Regions from separate parts of the Rattus norvegicus genome. Here all the other regions are linked to region 4. The links are chromatin contacts, called in public Hi-C maps. All regions are on one chromosome and are shown on one strand. The core of a region is the stretch at or near the end of the contact, and the rest is flanking DNA. Distances in the headings are between cores, read along the strand shown. Region 1 overlaps Nfia (nuclear factor I/A). Region 2 overlaps LOC102553524 (a long non-coding RNA gene). Region 3 overlaps Nfia (nuclear factor I/A). Region 4 overlaps LOC120103114 (a long non-coding RNA gene).

Region 1 (2,700 bases), core at 93-2,592, 250 kb after region 4:
CATCTCATTGCCATGAAAGCACTGTGCTTTGCCTTTTCAAACTACACACACACACACCCCTCTTGGATCTGTCTGTTGTTTTGTCCCTCGTGTGGATATTTTACTGGCCCTAATATCAGACTTCCTTAATCCCTCTGAATTTGTTCCTTGGCGTCCCAGCCTATTCTTCGACCTCATCACAATTACAGCAGGTTGTGGCCTCATACAGTGTGGAGACTTCATATTACTCAGAAACGATACCCTTGTCTTAAACTGTTTCTCTTTCCAGATACATAGTGTTGGCCTTCTACATGTGATAGTGAAAATATTTACTTCCCCCAGGATTCCAGCGAGGTTCTAACCGTGCTAGAGTAGTGAGTGCTATTTCAGTATCTGCAGATGAAGAGTCACTGAAATAGCTATGCTGATGTTGTTGTCTAGGATAGTGCCACCTCCAAGGTGGCAATGAAACTCAGCCTCACAAATTCCTAGGTGAGAGTCAGACTAGACAGTCAGGCTGCTGGACAATAAATGCTTGGATCAGATGCAAGGAACTGCTGGACTCAGGACTCCAACTGACCCAGGAGAGCTGTGGGAAGCCATGAATTCCTTCACCCTTGTCTCCTGCTAACACCCTTAAAGTTTTCACTGTTATCATCTAACGTTTGGGAGCTGTAGTAACGGAAACGCTGGAGCTGAGAGTATGGATTTGTTCTGTTGTCCGTCTCCACACGTGGCAGGGCCATCTGAAAACACTTCTAGTTATTTATTACCTTGTTCCACAAGAGGGAGAAAACACAGACCACTGCACGCTGGGCCAGAGAAAAAGAAGAATTCAGTACAGGGGAGAGGCTCCCAGGAGCGACTATGGTTCCAAATCAGTGAGGTTGTTTTAGCATAATCCCGTGAAGGAGGAGACAGGAGCCATCTGTTGAGATGGTGCTTTATTACACAAAGCCCTCTACAGGCATTTCCACATTGGCCCCTCCCAGGAGCTGCCAAGGAGAGCCCATTCTGCTGGCTGCTGAATGTCACTGCTTCAAGGGCTCTCTGTCAAGCCCACTCTTGTTTATTTTGTGCCAGGCGTTTCCTCAGAGTATGTGCTCTGAGGCTGCCAAATGTCCCTCCTGGTGTGAACTCGAAAAAGTTCTGCCCCAAACTCCACTCCTGCTCATTTCCTTCTAAAGTGCTGACTGTTTTCCTTGAAGTTGCTGGAGAGATTCTGAAACCTTAAAGGCCTCAGTGGGAAAGAGTAAAAAACCACAGATACACACACAGGCCATTGTGCCTCCGGTCTGGCCATTCCGATTGCCAGTGTGGTTTGTACACCCAAACTGGCTGCAAGGGTTAAGTAAACTTCGTGGCTCAAGATGACTTCACGGCCCTGGAATTCTGCAAAGCCAGGATTCTCAGTACACTGTGGCCGGCCTTAGAGTCTCTGGGTGTGAAAACCATTCTCAGCTACTCGGCCTGTGCTCTGGTTCCTGCTCCGTGGCTGCAGAATCTATTAAAGTCCAGCAGATGAATTGCTCTGGCTCTGCCACAAAGCCTGACTACCCGGTGGACTTCGGGGGTTCCTGAGTTGTTTGTCAATGGAGAGTGGCCGTGAATGGAACAGGGCCTGTGCCTCAGCTTGGCATGAGGTGGCACCCTAGTGGCTGTTTCCTGCCTTGGGAACGTGCACTGCTGATATTCTCACACAGGAATCATCATGGGAGTTCCGAAAACCGTTTGTTTTAAACTTCTTTTTCAAGTCCTTGGTAGGGCTTCCAATGCCCACGCACGTAGGTTTGTCAGGCCAGCGGTTTCCTAAGAACCAATGAATCGAATCTAACCTGATGTATGGGAGTTGTGAGATGGAATTAACTCAGCTAAAAGGCACAATGAGAAAAATGAGACACTGGTAGGGAGAAGCTAAAACATGAAAATACAAATTGTCCTTACCTGGAAAGACTAATGAGGAAGTGGGTCTCAGGTGAGAAGTCCCTGGTGCCCCCTCTTTTGAGGATTAGCCCTTAAATCGTGGCAGTTCTTTCTCCCTTCCTTGGAGGAGGACAACTTTAAACCATCCTACTCCGAGCCGGCAGACTACTAGCTCTCTCCTCAGCTAACGCACACAGTAACAATGACCGTGGTACAGAAATTAATTTTTTATACAATTTATATTTTTAAGCAAGAAGCCCTTTGGGCTTCGACGTTAGAGGAAGAAACAAAAAGACGACGATAAAACGCATGCTGCAGCCCCAGCACGGACCGTCACTGTGACCTTGCCTTTGTTTGGCATTACACAATTCAATGGCAGGCCACTCAAACTATGCTCTCGATCAATATCCTATTAAAGCAGCACAAAAAGTCTCCATAAACTTAGTGGTTAGCTATGTTTATAAATGGAACTCGGCATAATTAGATGGTCAATAGCAGGCTCTACTAGTAATTTTAAAATGAACATCACACATCTTATGTGGAGAAGCCAGCACCAACCCCTCTGGAAGGAAGGTCTGGTGTATAGTAGACAATAGGTTGGGTGGCCTTTAAAAAAAATCATCTCTATGTCCAAAATGCAGCTTTAAAAGAAAATCTGTTAAATAAGCTATATAATAGAAAATTCTAATCAACCCCTTAAATTTTTTTTCCCACATCTAAGCCATTTCATTCTAAATGTATTACACCATGGGAAATGTCTCATTTTCTAGTTCTAATCAAGCCCCCACACAGAGAGGA
Region 2 (2,700 bases), core at 100-2,599, 180 kb before region 4:
GAGTCTGATAAAGCGGTGGGAGTAGAGTCTCTTCTAAGATCTATGACCTCACTAGCCACTGAAGGTGGGCTAGTTTCTAGAAACATGCATGGTATCCCTTCTGTTGAACAGGCTTAAGTGCACGTAGACAGTCATTGGTTACCACCACATGTGACTGCCACTTATACCTTTATGGCTATCTTACCACACTGGTCATTGCCATGATTGGAAGGTGTCACTACTGGGTAGGACTATTAATTGTCCCCCTATCTTGGCATCTTGCATAGTATTTTCTGGTAACCTGGAAATTAGGAAAGAGGCTTTTGGATCAGATCCAGACCAAACACTTTTGTGCAGTAACTGTGCAGTATAGGGGTACAGCAATAGGGGCTTAGTTGCCTCTGAGAGGCAGCCAAGGACAACAACAATAGATTCTATTGTTTTGAGAGTCTCCTGGATTAGCCTGATCAGTCATTCAAATGGGGAAGCCCCATTCTTGGTCCTGAGGTTTTGTTAGTCTATGTTTCTTGTGGGGAAGCACTGTCAGCCCAAGTAGAGTAACTAACTTCCTCTAAGGTGTGTACACATACATGCATGCCCATGTGGGGTGTGTGTGCAGGGTGTGTGTGTGTGTGTGTGTGTGTGTGTGTGTGTGTGTGTGTGTGTGTGTGTTTAGGTAAAATAATAAAATCCTTAAGGTTTTTATCTCTCCCTCCTCCTTCTCCTCTTCACTCTTCTCCTCCTCTTCCTCATCTTCCTCCTTCTGTATTGACGTCTTCATGCTCCCCAAACAACCCTCGACATTTTTCTGTTTCCTGCTTCGTATTACCTACATCCTGCTAGTCCTCTCTCAAGTCTCCCTGACCTGCTATGGCCCCTTTATAATTTCCTGGTTTCTGTAGTACTCCATGTTATATACTCACATCTGAAGATTTGAGCTAGGAACTGCACATAAGAAAGAGTACACAGCACGTGTCTTTCTGGGTCTGGGTTACCTTGCTTAGTATAATCTTTTCTAGGTCCATCTATTTACCTAGCAGAGGTAGCTAATGGAGCCATTGAATGATACTTTTAAAGAAATTCAACTTATCAACTCAAACAGCAATTTCTAAAATTAAATAAGCTAAAGCAACGGAACACAAGGATACACTAATTTGATGTTGAATGCTGAGCGCTAGATGTCTTTTTTTTTGCCCCCAAATTAAATCATTGTCTCTAGAAAAGCAGAAAATTTTGTATGAACAGCACAAACACTGTAATTTATAATACCCACTGGTCTCAAATCTGATCCAGGTGTTTCAGACTGCACTCCTAAGCTTGGCACAGCATGACAGCAAGCAGCAGGGCAAAGTCTGCCTGTGCTCTCAGAACCAAGGCTGTGGTGAAGTCACGTGATGCAGCACAGGCGAGCACTACCAAGAACACCTCGAATTCACTCCACACCTATCTTTGAATTTGCTTTTGGTTGTTGCATACTCAGAAACCTTCCACTGAGGCTGGAGAGAAGGCTCAGCAGTTAAGGCTAGGCTCACAACCAAAGACTTGGAAACCCTTTCACTGTTGGCCAGCTATTGTGACCTCCCCCAAACACACACTAAGTTACATAATTCCATATGGGCTCATAACTCCTAGGTAAGAGGCTGGGTCCTGATCACCTAACCCAGTGGGCTCCGAAACACTGAGATCACTCTTCATTTATCAGATTCCTATAAAACCAATATGGAAATCAAAAACTGTTTATGTTGAGTTGAGATGTCTAGGAGGTTTCCAGATGACAGACAGTACTCGTTAAGCTCCAGATCCCCAACGTCTTGTCTAGTCACAGATCACTTCACTGATAAGCCTGGGTCTGGGGATGAATATGTCCTCATGCTGGAGTACCCAAGAGAGTTGTAATATGGCCCTGTCTCTTCACGTTCTCACTCAGCCCTCTGTGCCTAACTCAGAAGATATCCAGCTAAGCATCAAGGCAATGGAGACAAGGGGACCAGGTGATGACGGGTTATGGAAGGAAGCTTAAGACTCATCATCAGTCAGCTCACATTTCCAGTTTTAGTCATTTCTAATGTCTATTTGTTTCTGTTAGAGAAACAGCAGCCTTTCATTAAAAGAACTTTGGAAATTGCATAAGAGCAGAAGAGGAAAGAAATTATAATTCCATCAGTTATGTACACAACCATTAACATGTGAATGCTTTCTGTCTTTTAATGAATAGATTGCTGGGTTTTTGCTGAACTGTGTTCATTCTGTGTGTTCAATTTTGCATCCTGCTTTTTTCACACTGTTACAGCATAAGCATTTTCCATTTGTAAACAACATTTTCTTTCATGGCTTCACAATATGCTTTGGTGTGGTTGTACTGCATGGAATGGTTTTTTTTCTAATTTTTCACCACTTTTAATAATGTTCAAAAGGATGTGCATATACAGTAGTGAGACCACCTTTTTAATGATGCACCCAAGGAGAAAATATGGAGTCAAAGATTTCTAAGCATTTTCACACATCCTGTCAAATCACTTTCATACTTTATTTAAATGCAATTACATGATGCTTTAAAATTCTAGAAATAAAGATAAAAGTATTTATCATTATTCCTCTGAGGTCTAGAGGCTGACAACTAGTAAGTATTCTGTTATATTCTTTCCCTATCATTTGAATATATATATATATATGTATGTATGTATACACACACACTCACATAGTTACTAAATTAAGACCACT
Region 3 (2,722 bases), core at 66-2,565, 160 kb after region 4:
CTGCCTCCATCTTTTTATTTTCTTTTTTAGCGAAAGGATTTTACATCAGCAGATATTATTAAAAAGATTTTATTTAACATGCAGACGCATTTTGTGCGCAAGCGACGGCTTGCTCAAGAGTCTAGGAAGGCTTCGTGGGAAGAGCGCAGCAATCTTAGCCATATGTATCGGGCAGGTTGCCAGTTGTTGCCAATATGCCCAAGCCACCTGGCCGCGCACTCAGCCAAGTGTGCCACTGTGACCAGCCGGCTCGAACCTCGCTGCCTTTCAGAGCTTAGAAGCTCCGAAAGCCGGAGCTGTACTGTTTTGCCCCGCTGCCAGCGGCTCCCACTCCCACAAACTGCGCAGCCACACTGACCGGTGACTCACAAACGCCCATTTTCAAAGGAGCTCTCCCTTTGTTTAAGGCCCATTCACTGGTGTTGAACCCATGCCATCAGATGAGCCTGGAGATACTCCCTGGAACCTTCCCCCATATGCGGTAGACAGACACAGCCTGGCTGGCTGTTCTGGTTCCCAGCCTGTAGCGACGGGGTTTGAGATTCGGCCTCGCCAAGATTTGGGTTGGTTTTATTTGCCTCTGGTTTCAATTTTTATTTTGAGTGGTTCTGACTTTTAAATGTTTGGAAACGTCTGTTCATTTGCTTTTCCTCTTTTTTGTTTAGCATAGAAATCGGTCGAGTTGTTTCACAATTTATTTATCAAGCGTGATTTCATAATCTTTGGCAATCTAGGTCAGGCACAACCAGGGGCAGGCAAGATCTGGGCATAGGAACTTGAAGACTGGTTCGTTCCTTTTGCAAGCCGTAGTAGAGAAAAGGGTTACACTAGAGGTGGTCTGCCCTCTGTGAACAGAGCATGAGAATTGTATACACGCCTGTTTCCCTTTCTACCTTGGCTCCCAAGAAACTCAGAGATAAATTTAGTTCTTAACCTCAATAGGTGCTTAGGCATGATTCTGCTCCCGTTATGTGTTTTCTTCACGTGTGTAGTTTTTTGTTTATCTTTCTACCTTTTGTGGCTATAACTTGGGTAGAGGTATATTTAATATGATCATGAACCGTTAACTGTTTTTTTTTCAGAAGGTAGATAAGTAAATAAAACTTTGGCCTGCCTAGCTGTGGCTGCTGTGTTTCAGGCTGTTCTAGGATAAGCAGGTGTCTGAAGAGATCTGTGGCAATGCACCACAAAGGGTACATGAGCCTTTGGCCTGGGCGTGCTGTGATCTCCCGTTTGCTCCATGTAGGTTCGGTCTAGCCTGCCTTCCTCTCTCCGAGTCAGTGGCCACCATAAGCTGGATCTTGAGGATCTGTTTTGGCTCCAGTTTAATCAGTCTGGATGGATATTACTGACTAAGCTGACTCATTCACTCTCTCATAGAGAGGCTTCAGACTGCTTGATGATCCTGAAGATTTAAAAACAATATTTATTATAATGTCCCCTTTTTATTAAAATTATCAAACCCTTCAGGAAGAGCATGCAACTGTCGTCGAAGTGTGTTTCAGGAGCCCATTTTTCATCCCATTAATAAGGCCTGTTCAGATTGTAACATTTTGGCCAGTGTCCTGTGACACGCTCAACAAAGGCTGGAGCAAGGTGGAGTTGTACCAGCAAACAAGATGGATAGTTGGTGCCGGGGGAGGTGTCCCTGAGGGTTTCTGCAGCCTGTCAGAGAGGCTGCAGCTGTAACCACCCATCTGTGCATGCTTGGCTTAGACCATACTTCAGGACTGAGTGCTTACCCTGAGGAAGGTGTTCAAAAGAATTCACGGTATCAGTCAAATAATAATGCCCCGAACGTGACAGGACTAATGTGTGTAAAGGAAAGTTCCTGTGGTCCACAAACTGTTTACCTTTTGACAGATCTAAAGTTCTAAACCCTTTGCAGCATTCATCTTACTGTTTGTGTTCCTTGATTATAGTGAAAAGGAGTAGTGAGCCCTCAGAAGCTCTGTCATGCATAGCCCTAAGCATCTCTGTCCATGGGTAGCCTGAGTGTCTCTGTCCATGGGTAGCCTTGAGTGTCTCTGTCCATGGGTAGCCTTGAGTGTCTCTGTCCATGGGTAGCCCTTAGCATCTCTGTCCGTGAGTAGCCCTCAGTGTCTCTGTCTATGAACGTCTAAAATCTGTCATATACTAGACCCAGAGGCACATCTTAGAGAGTCTTCCCTGTCCACATCCTGACCTTGTGATTGAAGCTTCCTGTGTGTATCTGATCCTGAGTAGTATTGCCTTGATTATTTGAGGATTTATTTTTCTTTGAAAAACATTTGTGTGAAACAAGAAGCTCTATAATTCTGGACAACAAAAGGCTGTTAATTATTACTGTTTTGATATTAATTATTTGAGCCTTTAAAAGGACCCGATAAGAATCTATTTATAACCAAGAATGCAGACATCCTTCACAAATGATGTAAAATCATCTTCTGTTAAATATAGGGGAAGAATTAAACATATCACATCAGAATTGTCTGAAACAAACCATCCATGGAGTAAAGGTTAGATATTTTAAAAGGTTTGGTGGGGTTTTTTTTTTTGTTGTTGTTTTAAAAATTTCTTAATTTTGTAAGAAATTTTGTGTAAATTTCTGTGGAAAGCTTTACTGATTTTTACTGGGCTAAATGTAACTTAGAGATAGTCTTGGGAAAGTATCATGCGGCTTCCTTCTCTAAAGCCTCCCTGCTTACTCTTCCATATATTGTTAGAAGAAATGCTTACATTT
Region 4 (2,942 bases), core at 306-2,805:
TGGTAATTAACAATTTATAAAACAAAATGGTAATTAAGTAGTCACAGCCAGCCATTAATATGTTTCCTTTGTCTATGAGGAGATTAGCTAGAGAGAAGAGCCAATAGCCAGTGCTTGAATCAGTTATTGGGGCCACTTGGCTGGCTTTCTCATCTCTTCCTTATAAAGACCTAATCTTTCATGGAGCAGAAAACACATATTCAATGGCTTTAAAGTTTTATTTTTCAGAAGGTTTCCCCTCCTTTAAAAATAGGTAGGAGCTCTTAGCACCAGCAGTTTCTCACCTACTTTGTCTCATTAATTTAGGGGGAAAAAAAACTATCACAGCTATAGTTCTAAAGGAGATGAGAAAGGAGAGTGAATGACGGAGCGACTTGTTTAAGGTCACACAGATACTCTTCCTAATGAAATTGACTGCTGCTCTCCTTGGCTGAAACCTGGAGGAGATACTGGAATCAAAATCCAGCCAAACCATTAGAGCGCGAACAAGTCCAATCAGAGCTAGTACTGTTCTGTTTCCCAACTTCTGCACGCCTCCAACGCGCATTTTCGGTATGGTCTCGTCTGTTGCTGCCTGCCAACAGACCGATCGGTCTGGAGTGATTACAAATATGAGATGGCTGTGCCCAAAATCCGGCCTTGTTTAGGAAAGGTTCACCAGCCTTCTCACCAACGTGCTAGTTAGAACTCGACTGTAGGTGGCGCCCTGCTTCGCTTAGGGGAACTTGAAAGAAGAGAACCCGGGTCACCAGTCTCTCTCTCTCTCTCTCTCTCTCTCTCTCTCTCTCTCTCTCTCTCTCTCTCTCTCTCTCTCTCTCTCTCTCTCTCTCTCTCTCTCTCTCTCTCTCTCTCTCTCTCTCTCTCTCTCTCTGTTCTTTTCTCCCCCGACCTCACTCCCCCCTTCCACCCCCACCCCACCCCCGCTCCTCCGGGGTGGGCGGAGCTGAACGATTAAGCTGCACTTCCCAAGTGGTAGAGCGTAGTGATCGAGCTCTGAGCGCTCTCTGCCCAGCGTGGCGCTCCAGAGCGGTGCTCGAACCCCAATAGTCCTGCGGCCCAGGCCACCCTCATTCTTATACCCCTTTCCCCAAAGTCAGCAATGGGACTAGAGGACTGAGGACAGTGTGATCCCTAGTGTGACCCCGTGATTGAGGGGCGGGGAGAGACAACTTTACAAAGCTCTAAAAGGTCAAACCTCAAAAGACTTGCAAGAGAAGCAGCAGGGTGCACCTGCAGAGTCTGCTTAGGGAACCGCAGACCGCCTCCTCAGGACCTGCTATCTGCACCCTGGGCGGTCTCTTCAAGGTCTTTCTTCCCTCTGACCCGGTCCTGGCCCTGAGCTTTTTCGTTGCGAAATTGAGTTCCCATATTCGAATCCCAGCTCACCCGCGTGGGGTTATACGCGATGGAGCCGGGTGTCGGGAGTGATCACATTGCAGCTGGGCTGGGGGCACTTCGAGAGACGGAACAGAGTAGGGAAGGAGAGTGGGGTCCCACGGTGGCTGGGCGCTGAGTGACCGGGTCATTGGGATGTCCCGCGGGGCGGGAGGACGTGTAGGGCGGCGCCAACCTCCGGCCTGGGTTGCTCCGCTGCGGCCACCGGCGGATACGTCCCGTGCGCGGGTTCCAGCTTGAAGATCAACCGAAGTCCTTTCTACTGCAGCAGCGGAGGGAACTCTAGGTGGATGATTTGCTCCGACTGTACTTCGCGAAGAAGACATTTTCTCCTAGAAGCTTCTGAAGTTGAGCATGTTAGGTTAGGGGGAATCGTGGGGGTCCTCCGCTCCGTACCAGCGGCCTGGGACAGGCGGGAGAGTGTGTTAGCGAGGCTGTGGGGAGGAAAAGTGAAAGCGGAACTGTATGACTCTTAGAGGTCTAGGGAAGGAAAGCCTACAGCCACTGAAAAGAATGCTTAGAAAATACACTGCAAAAAGCTTACTCTTTTACCCAAACTCTTTCTTTGATCGGAAAACAGTAAAAGACACCTGACTAGACTTTCCCCGCCCCCTACCAATTAGAACCTGTTACACGTCCTCAAGTCCATAAAATAACTGTTGGGGTAAATTTAAATAAACAATGGCAACGGGGTATGTGCAGTTGCGACGCTTGGTTGCAACTCCATTTAGTGGCAGCTTTTATCTTGAGGAAAGTTGGAGTGTATCTATTAGTCTCTTGTGCTTCAGATGTGCCGCCCCTAAGAAGGGAATACGAGAAATAGAAAATACTGTTATGGAACCATTACATTGAGACCCATTTTAACACTCTGATCTTGGAATTCCAGCACTGCACTCTTCCCTAGGGTTAACTTTAGCAGGAATATCACCAGGCCTAGTCTCTACGTGAGTCTTAAAACTTCAAGCAATTGCTTTGGGCAGTAACTCCAACAAAAGTGATCTTCATACTCCCTGGGAGGCAGAAACTGGATTTGGCCTCTTTTGAGAGGGCAGGTGTGTGATTTATTCACCGAGCTGGTGGGTAAAAGAGACAGAAACCACAAAGGCCTCGTGATCTGGTCCCCTACCAGGGCATTTATGCAGAGAATGGTGGACATGTTGAGATTGTGCTTCCAATGTTAGCAAAGCTGGTGGATGGATTGTGTCTCCTACAAAGTGGGTGCCCACATTGCACTCAGCACTCTTCCTCCTTGGTAAACTGGATGAAAAGGGTCCCCCCCCCCCCCAAGCCATAAATGAAGTCTTCATTCCTATTCCAGGGTTGAGACCTGGGCCAAGGTCTTGAATGACTAGCTTGTAGCCCACACTTGATGAATATAACTTACCAGGAGCAAGGGAGCACTTACTGGTTTACTGAAAGTTGGTATCCTCTTTCCAAGAGATAATTTAAGAAGACACTACCTAACAGTGTGGAAACCCCTGGAGGACTAGGAATGTTCGGCTTGGGTTGTGTTTGCTAAGAGGGTTTGAGTGGAGATTTAGACACAT

The links. Hi-C and Micro-C count contacts between places; a contact is called where the count stands out from the background.
Region 1: a Hi-C map of kidney shows a contact between it and region 4, with 5 times the contacts expected there. The contact joins two enhancer-like sites. A contact is called at or near these places in 9 of 12 Hi-C or Micro-C datasets (the A7r5 cell line, Schwann cells, hepatocytes and 4 more).
Region 2: a contact with region 4 is called in a Hi-C map of kidney, with 7 times the contacts expected there. The contact joins two enhancer-like sites. A contact is called at or near these places in 11 of 12 Hi-C or Micro-C datasets (the A7r5 cell line, the Rat2 cell line, Schwann cells and 6 more).
Region 3: a contact with region 4 is called in a Hi-C map of liver, with 2.7 times the contacts expected there. The contact joins two enhancer-like sites. A contact is called at or near these places in 4 of 12 Hi-C or Micro-C datasets (Schwann cells, kidney and liver).

Annotation. Positions count from the first base shown.
Region 1 is chr5:117,781,754-117,784,453 of GRCr8, forward strand. The region is part of intron 4 of Nfia (nuclear factor I/A); the gene reads left to right. Among named protein-coding and RNA genes, the nearest start is that of Nfia, 230 kb to the left of the region's middle. Within about 2 kb of position 1,343, at least 53 of the 93 cell types and tissues checked have an H3K27ac peak or open chromatin away from gene starts, as enhancers often do. A contact at or near this core is called in Schwann cells, kidney and liver, where this site is marked.
Region 2 is chr5:117,346,977-117,349,676 of GRCr8, forward strand. The region is part of intron 3 of LOC102553524 (a long non-coding RNA gene); the gene reads right to left. Among named protein-coding and RNA genes, the nearest start is that of Nfia, 210 kb to the right of the region's middle. Within about 2 kb of position 1,350, at least 2 of the 93 cell types and tissues checked have an H3K27ac peak or open chromatin away from gene starts, as enhancers often do. A contact at or near this core is called in kidney, where this site is marked.
Region 3 is chr5:117,689,021-117,691,742 of GRCr8, forward strand. The region is part of intron 2 of Nfia (nuclear factor I/A); the gene reads left to right. Among named protein-coding and RNA genes, the nearest start is that of Nfia, 130 kb to the left of the region's middle. Within about 2 kb of position 1,316, at least 9 of the 93 cell types and tissues checked have an H3K27ac peak or open chromatin away from gene starts, as enhancers often do. A contact at or near this core is called in liver, where this site is marked.
Region 4 is chr5:117,528,181-117,531,122 of GRCr8, forward strand. It overlaps LOC120103114 (a long non-coding RNA gene), which reads right to left. Exons shown (of 3, transcript XR_010066547.1): 3 at 1-2,942. It also overlaps a transcript of Nfia not described here. Among named protein-coding and RNA genes, the nearest start is that of Nfia, 28 kb to the right of the region's middle. Within about 2 kb of position 1,556, at least 74 of the 93 cell types and tissues checked have an H3K27ac peak or open chromatin away from gene starts, as enhancers often do. A contact at or near this core is called in Schwann cells, kidney and liver, where this site is marked.